Linked DNA regions of Mus musculus: all the other regions are linked to region 3. Evidence: chromatin contacts called from public Hi-C and HiChIP or PLAC-seq data. All regions are on one chromosome and are shown on one strand. The core of a region is the stretch at or near the end of the contact, and the rest is flanking DNA. Distances in the headings are between cores, read along the strand shown.

Evidence for each region. Hi-C and Micro-C count contacts between places; a contact is called where the count stands out from the background. HiChIP or PLAC-seq counts read pairs in DNA pulled down with a chosen protein or histone mark.
Region 1: a contact with region 3 is called in a Hi-C map of the N1E-115 cell line, with 4 times the contacts expected there. The contact joins two enhancer-like sites. A contact is called at or near these places in 3 of 39 promoter capture datasets (embryonic stem cells, hippocampal neurons and liver), 20 of 484 Hi-C or Micro-C datasets (B cells, the C2C12 cell line, the HL-1 cell line and 11 more), 8 of 115 datasets of contacts at active chromatin or transcription factors (astrocytes, embryonic forebrain, embryonic stem cells and 3 more) and 3 of 9 other capture datasets (embryonic stem cells, liver and macrophages).
Region 2: an H3K4me3 HiChIP or PLAC-seq map of forebrain shows a contact between it and region 3, with 7 times the contacts expected there. The contact joins the promoter of Fnbp1l here to the enhancer-like site in region 3. A contact is called at or near these places in 10 of 39 promoter capture datasets (the 3T3-L1 cell line, 3T3-L1-derived adipocytes, the C10 cell line and 7 more), 3 of 15 datasets of contacts at CTCF or cohesin (the NIH/3T3 cell line, embryonic stem cells and stem cell-derived epiblast-like cells), 57 of 484 Hi-C or Micro-C datasets (3T3-L1-derived adipocytes, CD4 T cells, the CH12 cell line and 32 more), 51 of 115 datasets of contacts at active chromatin or transcription factors (the 230-238 cell line, DN3 thymocytes, the NIH/3T3 cell line and 32 more) and 4 of 9 other capture datasets (adipose tissue, liver, macrophages and 1 more).

What each region holds. Positions count from the first base shown.
Region 1 is chr3:122,732,391-122,736,045 of GRCm38.p6, reverse strand. All of the region lies in intron 1 of Pde5a (phosphodiesterase 5A, cGMP-specific), which reads right to left. Among named protein-coding and RNA genes, the nearest start is that of Pde5a, 5.1 kb to the right of the region's middle. Within about 2 kb of position 1,960, at least 7 of the 459 cell types and tissues checked have an H3K27ac peak or open chromatin away from gene starts, as enhancers often do. A contact at or near this core is called in the N1E-115 cell line, where this site is marked.
Region 2 is chr3:122,617,892-122,621,465 of GRCm38.p6, reverse strand. It overlaps Fnbp1l (formin binding protein 1-like), which reads left to right and starts at 1,752. Exons shown (of 14, transcript NM_153118.3): 1 at 1,752-1,936. The coding sequence starts at 1,913.
Region 3 is chr3:122,299,712-122,303,236 of GRCm38.p6, reverse strand. It overlaps Gm40190. Among named protein-coding and RNA genes, the nearest start is that of Mir760, 7.8 kb to the right of the region's middle. Within about 2 kb of position 1,751, at least 103 of the 459 cell types and tissues checked have an H3K27ac peak or open chromatin away from gene starts, as enhancers often do. A contact at or near this core is called in DN3 thymocytes, ECoMG myeloid progenitors, the N1E-115 cell line and 15 more, where this site is marked.

The sequences.
Region 1 (3,655 bases), core at 711-3,210, 430 kb before region 3:
CAAGGCAGAAAAGCATCACAGCCAGATTCCAACATCCTCTTTTGAGGAACACTTTCCTGAGAAAAAGGTTAGCTGGCTATGAGGCTATTAAGGGAACCAGGAGATTTGAGGCGCCTCACTTCCTCCACAGTCTCTACTCTGACTTGGCTTTGACATGGCAATGAAATGAATCCTCTACCTCGTTTCTTCAGTCTTTGAAAAGGCTCTCCTCTGAGAGAAGCTTTCCAAGACCAAGTCAGAGAATGCAAGAGCAGCTTCCCGAAGTCTGATACGCACAGCTGCCAAGTTAGTAGGGTCATTCTGGTTTGTATTTTTCCTTGCATTCCTAATTATATGTAATAATGATTTCGCCTAAAGAGAAACCTGCTCCTATCTGAAAGAAAGCATAGAAACCGTAGCCTACGCACTAAATAAATATATAGATTGGCTTGCAGTTTAGAAATCAGAGAAGCCGTGCTGAATGGATATTTATCAACCTGAAGTCTTAAAGGCTCAATACAGATATGTTCTGACGTTCTACAAAAGTGCATTGGCTTGGTATTTTCAAAAGATCATAGTTAAACCATAAAAGGGGAGGGGGACTATGTCATAAAGGAGTGGGATCTCTGACTTATTACCAAGTGTTGCCCTTTAATTTTAGTGAGAAAGCAAAGTTAACATGCAAGCAGACTTTCACATCATATGAAAAATGAAATCCCAAAGTGAGTTTGTTGTGCTAAAGGACTAAAGGGTACATGAGTGTTCGGGGGGGGGGGTGAGTGGGAGAAGCGAGATGTTGCTAAGCAACATGCTGTGCTGTCCGTCACCCCACTTGGGGCCATAAGGACTTTGCAAGGGGCATTTGATGACTGCTGCCAATTTGCATTTGACTGTAGCTTTATCATTCTGTTCAGAACCAACTTAAAATGTAATTTAGGCCAGCAGTTGCCTAAATGTTGTTAACTAGGATTAAAGTAAATCTTTATATTAATTTTACTTTTCATAGTACCACATTCAACTTAACATTCAAAGGGAAAGAACTCAAAGACAGCTGAAGCAGGAAGGTTCTTACGAATTTGGAGATACATGGCTATACCGTGAGTTCTAGAACAGCCTGCAACAGAGTAAAGCTCTCTCTAAAAAGAAAACAATCAAGGCTGGGGGTCTGGGGAAAGTCAGCACCAGATACTGCACCTGGCAAACTGGTCTGTGCACAGTAGCAGTTTCTATAGGGTTTTGAGGTTTATTAAGCTTACAGAGCCCTTCCCTTTACAGACCCCCAACCCTGACTTGCCCATAAAGGGAAATTGAGACTGTGGGTTACCTGCGGGAGTAGTCAGACTTCCCTACTCTCTTGGATACACTGATTGGTCCAGAGTAGGCAGATGACCCAAGTAAGGGAGGAACAGTTTGGGGAGCACGGCCAAGAGTAAGAAGGAACCTTTTTAGCAGCACACGTTTAAGACTCATCAAAGACGAGCTCTGCCAGCACACGGAGAAAGCATGCAAGAAAGCAGAGCTGAAGTTCAAGGCCAAAAGACAGAGGAATGGGTGAGGGAAAGACAGGCAAACGAAAATACAGAATCTTAACAAGATTATCTGGTCAAGTGACCTCATAACTGATGCAATTGCTGGTCATTCCAATCAATTTCATAAGGGCTACACGGAGAAACCCTGCCTCAGTAAACCAAAAGAAGAAGAAGAAAAGAGGATTTGTCAACATAGACAAAGAGAAACTTAACACTCAATTTGTTTTGCCTACCTTAAATATTTGATTGACAATAATTACAAAACCCTGCCATTCATTAAAAATGAATAGAGTCTTTACACTTAAAAGATACAACTTAAAATAAAATGAGTATAACAAGTTAGCAAATAATATTATAGAGCTAAATATCAGAAGAGTAAGTCACGTGGAGAGGCTCTCTTCCCATGTGTGGTTCCTGTGTGTGCAGCCCCCAGGAGCTGACCCCTGGAGAGCCTGATGTGAAAGTTACTTCCAAGTGCAGTCATTGCTAGAGCAGCAGTCAGCCTTGACCCACATCTGTGCCTCTAAGCTAATGAATGTTACAGGAAGCCCTGCAAAGCCTGCGCACAGCCTTCAGAAATGAAGCATTGTCAGCTCTCTGTGACCAATCAACTCACTGACTTATTCCATTGCCCCACTTCTTATTAAGGATTTTTTCCATCCCTACATTCAGCTCTGAAAACAACAACAGAAGCCAACGTAACTTGAAACCCACAATTAAAGGTTTAATAATTTTATGTTTGGGATAGAAACAAATAAATACTATCGAGTTCTGTTTAGTCTTTCCTGTTACAAAAGAAATCATTCTGGAGCATTAGTAAAATGCCCAAGACAGCTTGAGCAAAGCTATAATTTGTGTCTCCAAATACAATGGAAGGGGTACATCTGAGTAAAGCAAACACATTGTCTGCCATTGATGTGGAGGGAGTGTGAAACTTTATACAGTTTTTTTAGTCTAAGTATCTTAAAAAGAAACAATGTAAGTGACTAGAGATCATCTATGATGATGGAATTATTTTAAAGGCAACTGTGGCTGAGCATGTACACGGTTCTCTGATGGGACCTAACTTGCCTACAGTGCTGGGGGGCTGTAGATACAATCTCTATAATTCCATGAAAAATAAATCGTGATACCTGAAGTATGCCAAACACCAGTGTTTCCAAATCTTAAAATACTGTGAACGTGATATAATAGAAACAGTAGTAGTTTCTATATAATTTTACAAGTTTATTGAGTTTTCATTATAACATGAAAATCGTTTTATTTCAAGAGAGCCATTTATGATTAATCCTGCATGAAATCTACACATTTCCTTACAAATCTTGATCACATAGTTCAGGCTCTAAGAAGGATCTAGAGCTCTGAAAACATCACAGAGAGGAGGGAACTGGGAAATGCTGTTGTTTGAAGAGCTTCTGTGGACCCTTCTAGGCAGGAAGAATTGAAGCCTAGCAGAATGCTTCCGGGAGGCTAGAAGGCAGCACAAACACAGGGACCACAAGAGAACACAAGAAAACTGGCCATTAGTGTATGAGACTTACTGCTCTCGATAGAGGAACTCACAGTTACAGACTGGGCCAGTGCTCCGAAGATTACATTATTCTTAATACAGGCCTTGCCTTTAAAAATATGCTTACTAAATTATTTGTTTGAACATTGTGAACATTTCTACTCCTATGTAATTATAGAAGCAGTAACCTTTTAGAATGGATAGCGATATTTATTTTAAGAATGGATAGCAATATTTATTTTACATCCTCCATCTAAATTTAACATATGTGCCTTACAAGTAAAAATGATACATCTTTTAGAAATGAAGAGGGAACCAGGCATAGTGGCCCATGCCCACAACACCAGCTTTTAAGTATTTAGAAATGAAGAGGGAGCCAGGCATAGTGGCCCATGCCCACAACACCAGCTTGTAAGTATTTGGAAAACTGAGGTTCATTAAACCTGGGCTACATAGTGAGTTCAAAATCACAGGACAACTTAATGAGACCTTATCTCAAAATAACAAATTTTTGAGTGCTGGGTATGATATAGCTCAATTGGCAGAGCCAGTGCCTTGCATACAGAAGGCCATAATTAATTCCCAGTACTGCACCAAAAGGAATAAACACAAAAAGCCAAGAAGAGAATGACAAAGA
Region 2 (3,574 bases), core at 503-3,002, 320 kb before region 3:
GCCTCTTAGAGGTGTAATTTTGGTTTGAATTATGGTCCTTAGGTCTTTCTTAGCTTCCACGGCAGAGCGTAGGTAAGTTACATCTTAGAACTGGAATAGCTCTAAAGGAGACATTGCTACAGTAACTTCATACTATCTAGAGAGTGAGAGTGAGACCGGAGAGGTGACTGTTAGAAGACATACTTTGACAGAGACAGGCCTTTTTGAAATAGAGAAATCCAGAAAAATGGTGGAAAGAAGTTATTTCTTAGGAAGATATTCTCTCTTACCAACACCCCACCCCCACCCTCCAACCACTGCACACTCTGTAACCCAGGCTAGCCTCTGACTCCTGTAGTTACGCCTCTCCCCTCCGGAGCACTAAAATTACAGGTGTGCGTCATCACACTTGGCTTCAGCGACTTTCAAAGAACATTAAAAAAAAAAAAAAAAAAAAAAAAGACCGGCCTTAACCTAATTAGAAGAGAGTATTCATTTGCTCAGCCTACCTCAGAAAAGGATAGCAAAGAATTTGGTGAGTGGTGGTTAGACTGCCTGGAGAGCTCTGGCTATTTGCCTGGACTTCAATGGGGAGCAGAACTAGGTAAACAGGAAGGCTGGGGCGGAAGAAGCTGGAACACCTGTGTTGGTCCCGGTCCCGGTCCCGTAGGGAGGAGTTTCAAGGCTGATAAGACGTCCGTTGGTGGGGGGACCTTGAAGCATTCAGTTGTCATGACTCACTGAAGAGTACTCTACTGGTTCTAGAGTGAAAATGTGTGTGTTTTAAGCGACAAGCAATTAATACTAAAGCATATGCTGGGGAGTTAGTGAGCAGACTGTACGCGGTATCTAGTAGCACCAGCCAAACTTGCTGACTGCCAGTGGAGGCAGGCTGGGAAATAACTCAGCACAGCTAAAAGCAAGAGGTCGTCTGCAGCCAAGATTCCTATCGGAGGCAAGAGACGCCTCAGGCTCTGAACAGGTTGTTGAAGGGCTGTGAGGAGGGAGAGACCGGTCCCTGGAGGTAGCCACGAGCCTAGAATTCAGGCAAGCTCAGCAGCGTCTCACCTCCTGCAGGTGTCAGTCGGGTTCGCTTTCCACCAAGTCTTATCTTTTACCATGGCAACGTCCCCAAAAGATTACGGGATCGCTTGCCTCTTAAAAAAAAGAAAAAAAGGTTTCCCGAAAGAACTTACAATAAAATCAAAATGCTTTATTAAAAACAAAAACAAAAACCAGACACGTCGTGTGACACGTTGCATTCACATTGGACGTTTGACCTCTACAGGTCTGTGGTTCCCGGGGATCCCAGGCTGAAGCGCCAAGCCTGGACGGAGAAGTTACCTTACGAAGGCAGATTTTTTTTAACTAAACACACGCACACACCCCTCTGCTCCAACGTCTGGACGTGGTTTCTTTGTCAGGGCTCCGCAAAGAACGCTGACGTGTGGGGTCGCCTCCTTTGAGGGGGGGGGTCTCCGAGCAAGGCAGGGACCGTGGGCGTCCTCCCTGGCTCTCCATCTTGGAGCGGGAGTCTGAGTGCGGCTTTTGCTGAGCCCGGAGGCCGGAGCGGACGCCGCCGAGGGTCCGAGGATCCCCGCCCCGGGCGAGCTGTTCGGAGGAGACCCCCGCCGGCCCCCGCGCGCGCGAGTGCGGGCCCGCCCCGATCCCAGGGTGCACCGCGGCCCGCCCCCTCCCCGCCGTCCCGCCTCCCCTCGGCCCCGGCCCCCTCCCTCCCTCCTTCCCTCCCTCCCTCCCCGCTGCCGGGAGGCGGGGACGCGGCGGCGGCTCGCTTCAGTCGTGTCTCTCTCACTCACTGGGGAACCCGGTGGTGGTGGCGGCAGCTTTCGAGGCAGACGCTGAGGAGGGGAAAGTCGGGACGAGAGAGGACAGCGGGAGCAGCCGGCCGGCGCCAGTCGCCTCAGGTTCCGCCATGAGCTGGGGCACCGAGCTGTGGGTGAGTGTGGGGAGCAGAGCGGCTCGCGCCGTCGGCGGGAGCCCCGGGCTTGGCGCGCCGCGGACTCCGGCGCCTCTTTGTGCCGCGAGAGCCCGCTCGGCTGCGGGCGGGGAGGCGACGGGGCGGCTGCCTGGGGCTCCCTCCGAGGGGCCCGGGCCGCAGCCCTGGACGGCCGCTGCCGTCCCCTCTCCAGCCTCTGCCTGACTTTGCGGACGGGTGCCCGGCCGGGCGCCGCGCCTTTGTACCGCGCGCCCGACGGCGGGGGAGGGAGCCATTGTCCCGAAGGGGCGCCGCTCGGATCCCCGCGCCGCGCGCCTGGGCGACGCCCCAGCTCCAGGTAGGGGGAGCCGGGCGGCTTTGTTCCCAGCCCGGCCTGGGGCCAGCCAGGCCCAACCCACACGCCCATTTCCCTCTCTTGCTGCCTCCTTGCTCGGGACCTAGGGCGCCCGCGACTCCGCGCCGGCCAGCTCCGGTTGCAGCCTCTCTGGGCTGGCGGGTCTGCTTTTGTGACCCGAATTAGGTAGTGGGATCGAGGAAGGGACGCTCATTTTGGCGAAAGGAGCGCGCGGCTTGCCGATCGCTTGATTTCCCTCTCGTTCTTTATTCTCTCTCCTCTCTCTCTCTCTCTCTCTCTCTCTCTCTCTCTCTCTTTCTCTCTCTCTCTCTCTCGTGTGTGTATGTGTGTGTGTGTCTGTCTCTCTCTTTTTTCTCTCTCTCTCTCTTTCTTCCGTGCCTTTCCTGGGCGCTGGAGGCTGCAGACAATACCCAATGTCCGACCAAGGTGCAGGCGGAGGGTTATAGGTCGAGGAATTCGCTCCGGACGCCGTCACCTGAGGGTGGAGGTGTGCATGGCAGTGATTTCTCAGGTGCGGCCGGGAAAATTGGCGGCGTGGGGGCGCTGTCTCGAGCGAGCGCCGCCTGGCCTCTGCCACTCCCCTTTTTATCCCACCTGTGCATATTTTCCGTGCCTTTGTTTGCGAAAATCTCCGGGAATCTCTGTAGCGGGAGAGGAGGGACAAGTTTCGAGTATGTACGCTCACTGGGATTCGAAACAGATCGTTTAGTCGCGAGGCCGAATGTTTTCTCCTTTTCCACGTGCTGTAGATTGGGAATTTTAGAAGTGACACTTAAAAGCTCATCTAGTCACCCACTTAACCCTGCCCCAGGAATCTGTCCTGTAGCACTCTGCAGAAGTGTTTGCCCAGTCTGCAAACATAACCATCAAGACAAAATACCTCAGGAGCCTCTCCACTTGATTGTTCTGATAATGGTGAGCGTCATTTGTAAACGAATCATGTAACATCAGTTAGAATTTCAGGCATTATTGGTCCTTTCCCATTTACTTTTATGTTTGTTTGAGACAGTCTCACTATAAACATGGCTGGCCTGGAACTCGTAATATAGACCAGGCTGTCCTTAAACTCAGAGATCCACCTGACTCTCTCCAGTTGCTGGGACTAAGGGTTTTCCCTTTTAAACGTACATTCTGTGATGGTTACAGTGTCATCAGTGAATGGAGATGGGTATAGTTTTATTTTCTATTTACAACATTTTTTATCTCTTTGGTGCCTGGCGATTGAACCCAGGACCTCGCACATACTAGACAGCAAGCCGTATCTCTAGCCCCTTATTTTTAAT
Region 3 (3,525 bases), core at 502-3,001:
TTTGATCTGATTGGAGGGGGTGGGGGGGTTGGAGGGGGAGCGGGGCAAGGAGGAGAAACAAGCAGTGTATTGAAAATGAATAAAAAGTATCCCATTGCTGCTGTCCATCCTTTCTCCTTAAAGGGTAACCTAGGCTTCAGTGTGGCAAGGATGGCTGCGAGGCTGAGCTCAGACCCAGCACTTATGCCAGTCTAGGTTTGACCACCAGCGCCATTTACTTTTGAAAAATCTCAGGAGTAATGTTTGCTTAGCATGTAAGTGAACCTGGGTTTGACCTCCAGTCCTGCTCAACACTGTAGTAAATACATACATACATACATACATACATACATACATACATACACCAGAGAGGTCAAGGATTTTGTCTTGTCTGCTCTATTTCTAGTAAACATGCAGGAAATGTTTGTTGAATGAACAAATACACCGTGCACCATCACTCCAGGTTTAGCCCAAGCACCCTACAAATCTTTACCCTCCCTCCTATATTTCAGCAGTGGTGACCTTGCCCTAGCCTTGTGGACTGTTTAGGGCACAGCCGGGACTCCCAAAGAACAAGCTCTGCAGATGGAGACTGTCTCTCCTGCCCTCCGCTAAGCTCCCTCTTGATGACATCTCTGAGGTGCCCTGTGACCCTCCTTCCCAAGCTCTTGATCTCTCACTTAACACTACATACATACATACATACATCATGCATGCATACATACATACATACATATATCATGCATGCATACATATATACATACATATATCATGCATGCACACATACATACATACATCATGCATGCATATATACATACATATATACATACATAATATATGCATGTATACATATATACATTCGTACATTCATGCATATATAATACATTCATACATACATACATACATATGTCACCCTCTCTCCCTTTATTCTCCCACATCCTCCTGGCACAGGCCCTCCTTTCTTCCAGATCTTCCCCACCTACACTGCTTCCTGGCTGTATTCCTCCCAGGCCTCTGTCACACTAGCCTCATTGTCTTCAGTCCTCACTTCTCAAATGACCCCACACCCATGTGTCCTCTGAAGCCCAAAGCATTTCCCAGGGTCCCTCCTCCTCCTGTTTTCTTCTGTTTCATCCAAAAAAAAAAAATGCACCCACTCCAGATTCAAACGTGTTTTCCCTGGCACTTTGTTCTGTGTGCCCAGGTAGCCTGGGGGGCATCCTCTTTCCACAGAAGAATTACCCAAAGCAACCCTCTATGCAAGGGCAGCTCTGTGAGCTTAACTGTGGGCTGCACACCCGGGTTTGCTTCAAGGTATTATCTTCATCTACTCCCTCCAGTCCATCAGAGCTCACAAACACCAAGATCCCTCTGGGGTCTAGCTAGCTCCTGCATGGAGTCTCTGGGAGATATGAATGTATGACATTGTTTCCATACACAATTGTTCCCCCACCAACCTCAGGACTACAGTTTCCCTTCCAGGGTTGTCATCCTTCGGTGAGCAACCTTAGCCAGTGACCCTGGCACCGGAGTCAGCCTGCAGTGCTTCGCTATGCCAGTCTGGCCCTGAGAATGTGGCCTATCCTACCATGCTTTGTTCCCAGGAACTACAGGGCTGCAGCTTCCCTTTGCAAAATCTCTCTCCTTCCTGCCAGAGCGGGTGAGCCCTGGAGGCTCCTCCCTGCCAGAGCAAAGCAGAACAGTTAACCATCAGGCCTTGTCTGGGGGGTACAGCTGAGTGGCAGAAAGCTTGCTGAGCAAGCGCAAAGCCCTGGTCTGACGTCAGCACTTCTCGTGTAAGAAGATGACACATCAAGTCTCTGCAGAGAGAAAACCAGGGCTCCCCCTGGCACATTTCTGGCATGAAAGTGAAAAGTTTGCAAGGTTCTGCTCCTCTGGCTCTGCATTCTCTGCCTAGCCCTCACCTTGAGAGTCAAGATGCCCCTTTCTTGGGCCTGAGCCCTGCCTTGGGCCCTTCTCCATGCCCAAACCCTTGGAGGCACTACCGCCCTGCTGACACTTTGTCAAACAGTTTCAGGCAGTGGGAGCAGGAGGTGGGAGTCATCTGACAGGCTTCCCTCGGGGCATGGCCTTGTTCTACCTTTCTGCTCAGCTAACCTGGCCTGTCTGTATCTGTGCCTATTTTGGGAACTAACAAGAGCCTCCTTTCTGCCCTTGGTGACCCACATGCTAGACCTGATCTGCTTCTCTGGCCACTGTTATAGTGGTAGTGATAATGGAGACAGGGATGAACAGAGAGACCAATTCCAGCTTAGGGCTCTATTCATCTTTTAAAAGAGAGTAAGAAGAAAACACTCTTTGCAACTGGTGAGATGTAGAAGAAGCCCAAGAAAGGGAAGTGAGTTTGGTAAAGGATGAAGGGAGGGGATGGAGGGAGGGCAAGAGAGAAAAGGAGAGAGGTGGGGATGAAGTCTCCTCTTTATAGAATGTCCTGTCTCCTTAAGGACTCTAAAGCCGAAGATTCTGGAAGTGTCTCATGAAAGGTATCCAGGGTAGGGGGTGACTGAGTATTGGAACGGGAAGAGAGGAAAGGACTAGCCAGTGCCCTGGGGCTGCCAAGTCCTGCTGCTCCTGGGTGCCTGTCTCACCCTTGCTAACAGAGCTCCCCAGGCCTCTGACCATTGCCCCCACTTTGACTGTTCTGCCTCGGCTGCTCTTTCTTCTTCTCTATACTTTGCTTTTTCCTATCCTGCCTTGATACCAGCGTGAATTTCTCCTGAGAGCTCCTGCCACCGTCCTTTCCCCAGCCGGGTGGCCAGGCCCCTTCCTCACAGGTGTATTCCACTACACACTTCTCTCCCCACAGTATTTCCACCCACATAGCCACCCAATCCTTCACTTATCATGTATCTGCTTGTGCGGGGGGCTGGGTGCTGATCTGAAAGTGAACGAGACGCTTGGATTCTCACGGTGTTGGGTAGTATACAGTCCAGTGGGGGAGAAAGACACTCACAAAGGACAAAGACCCTCAAGGCAGTAGGTATTTGGAGAAATCAAGATGCTATTATACAAATGCACAAGAAAGGGTGGGCACGTGGGACTGGAGACTGGAAGAAGTTTGGGACCCTCTCTCTCAGGAAGGAATGTTGAAGCTGAAGAGTAAAACAAGAGGCAACTAAGACCAGAAAGACAGGTAGGAGTGGTGGTATGTGCACATGAGTGTGTGTGTGTGTGTGTGTGTGTGTGTGTGTGTACATATTCGAATATGTGTATGTCTGCATGAGCATGCTTGATTGTGTGCATTCATGCTTATGTGTGTGTATGCTTGCACTTGTATGCACATGAGTATATGCATAAATATGCTTTGGGAGAGAAGCCAGTAGTCCCTGTTCAGGGTGGACATGTATGTGCCCAAAACCCCTGTAGGGAAAGAGACAGGAGAAACAAAGTGTGGCAGAGCAATGTCCCCAGTGAGAGAACGTGAACCAGAAGAGCGGGGAAGGAAGAGATTATGGGAACCAGGGAGGTCATGGCTGGGGTCAGCTCCAGAAAGATGGGCAACGCTTTATTCTTATACTGAACCCC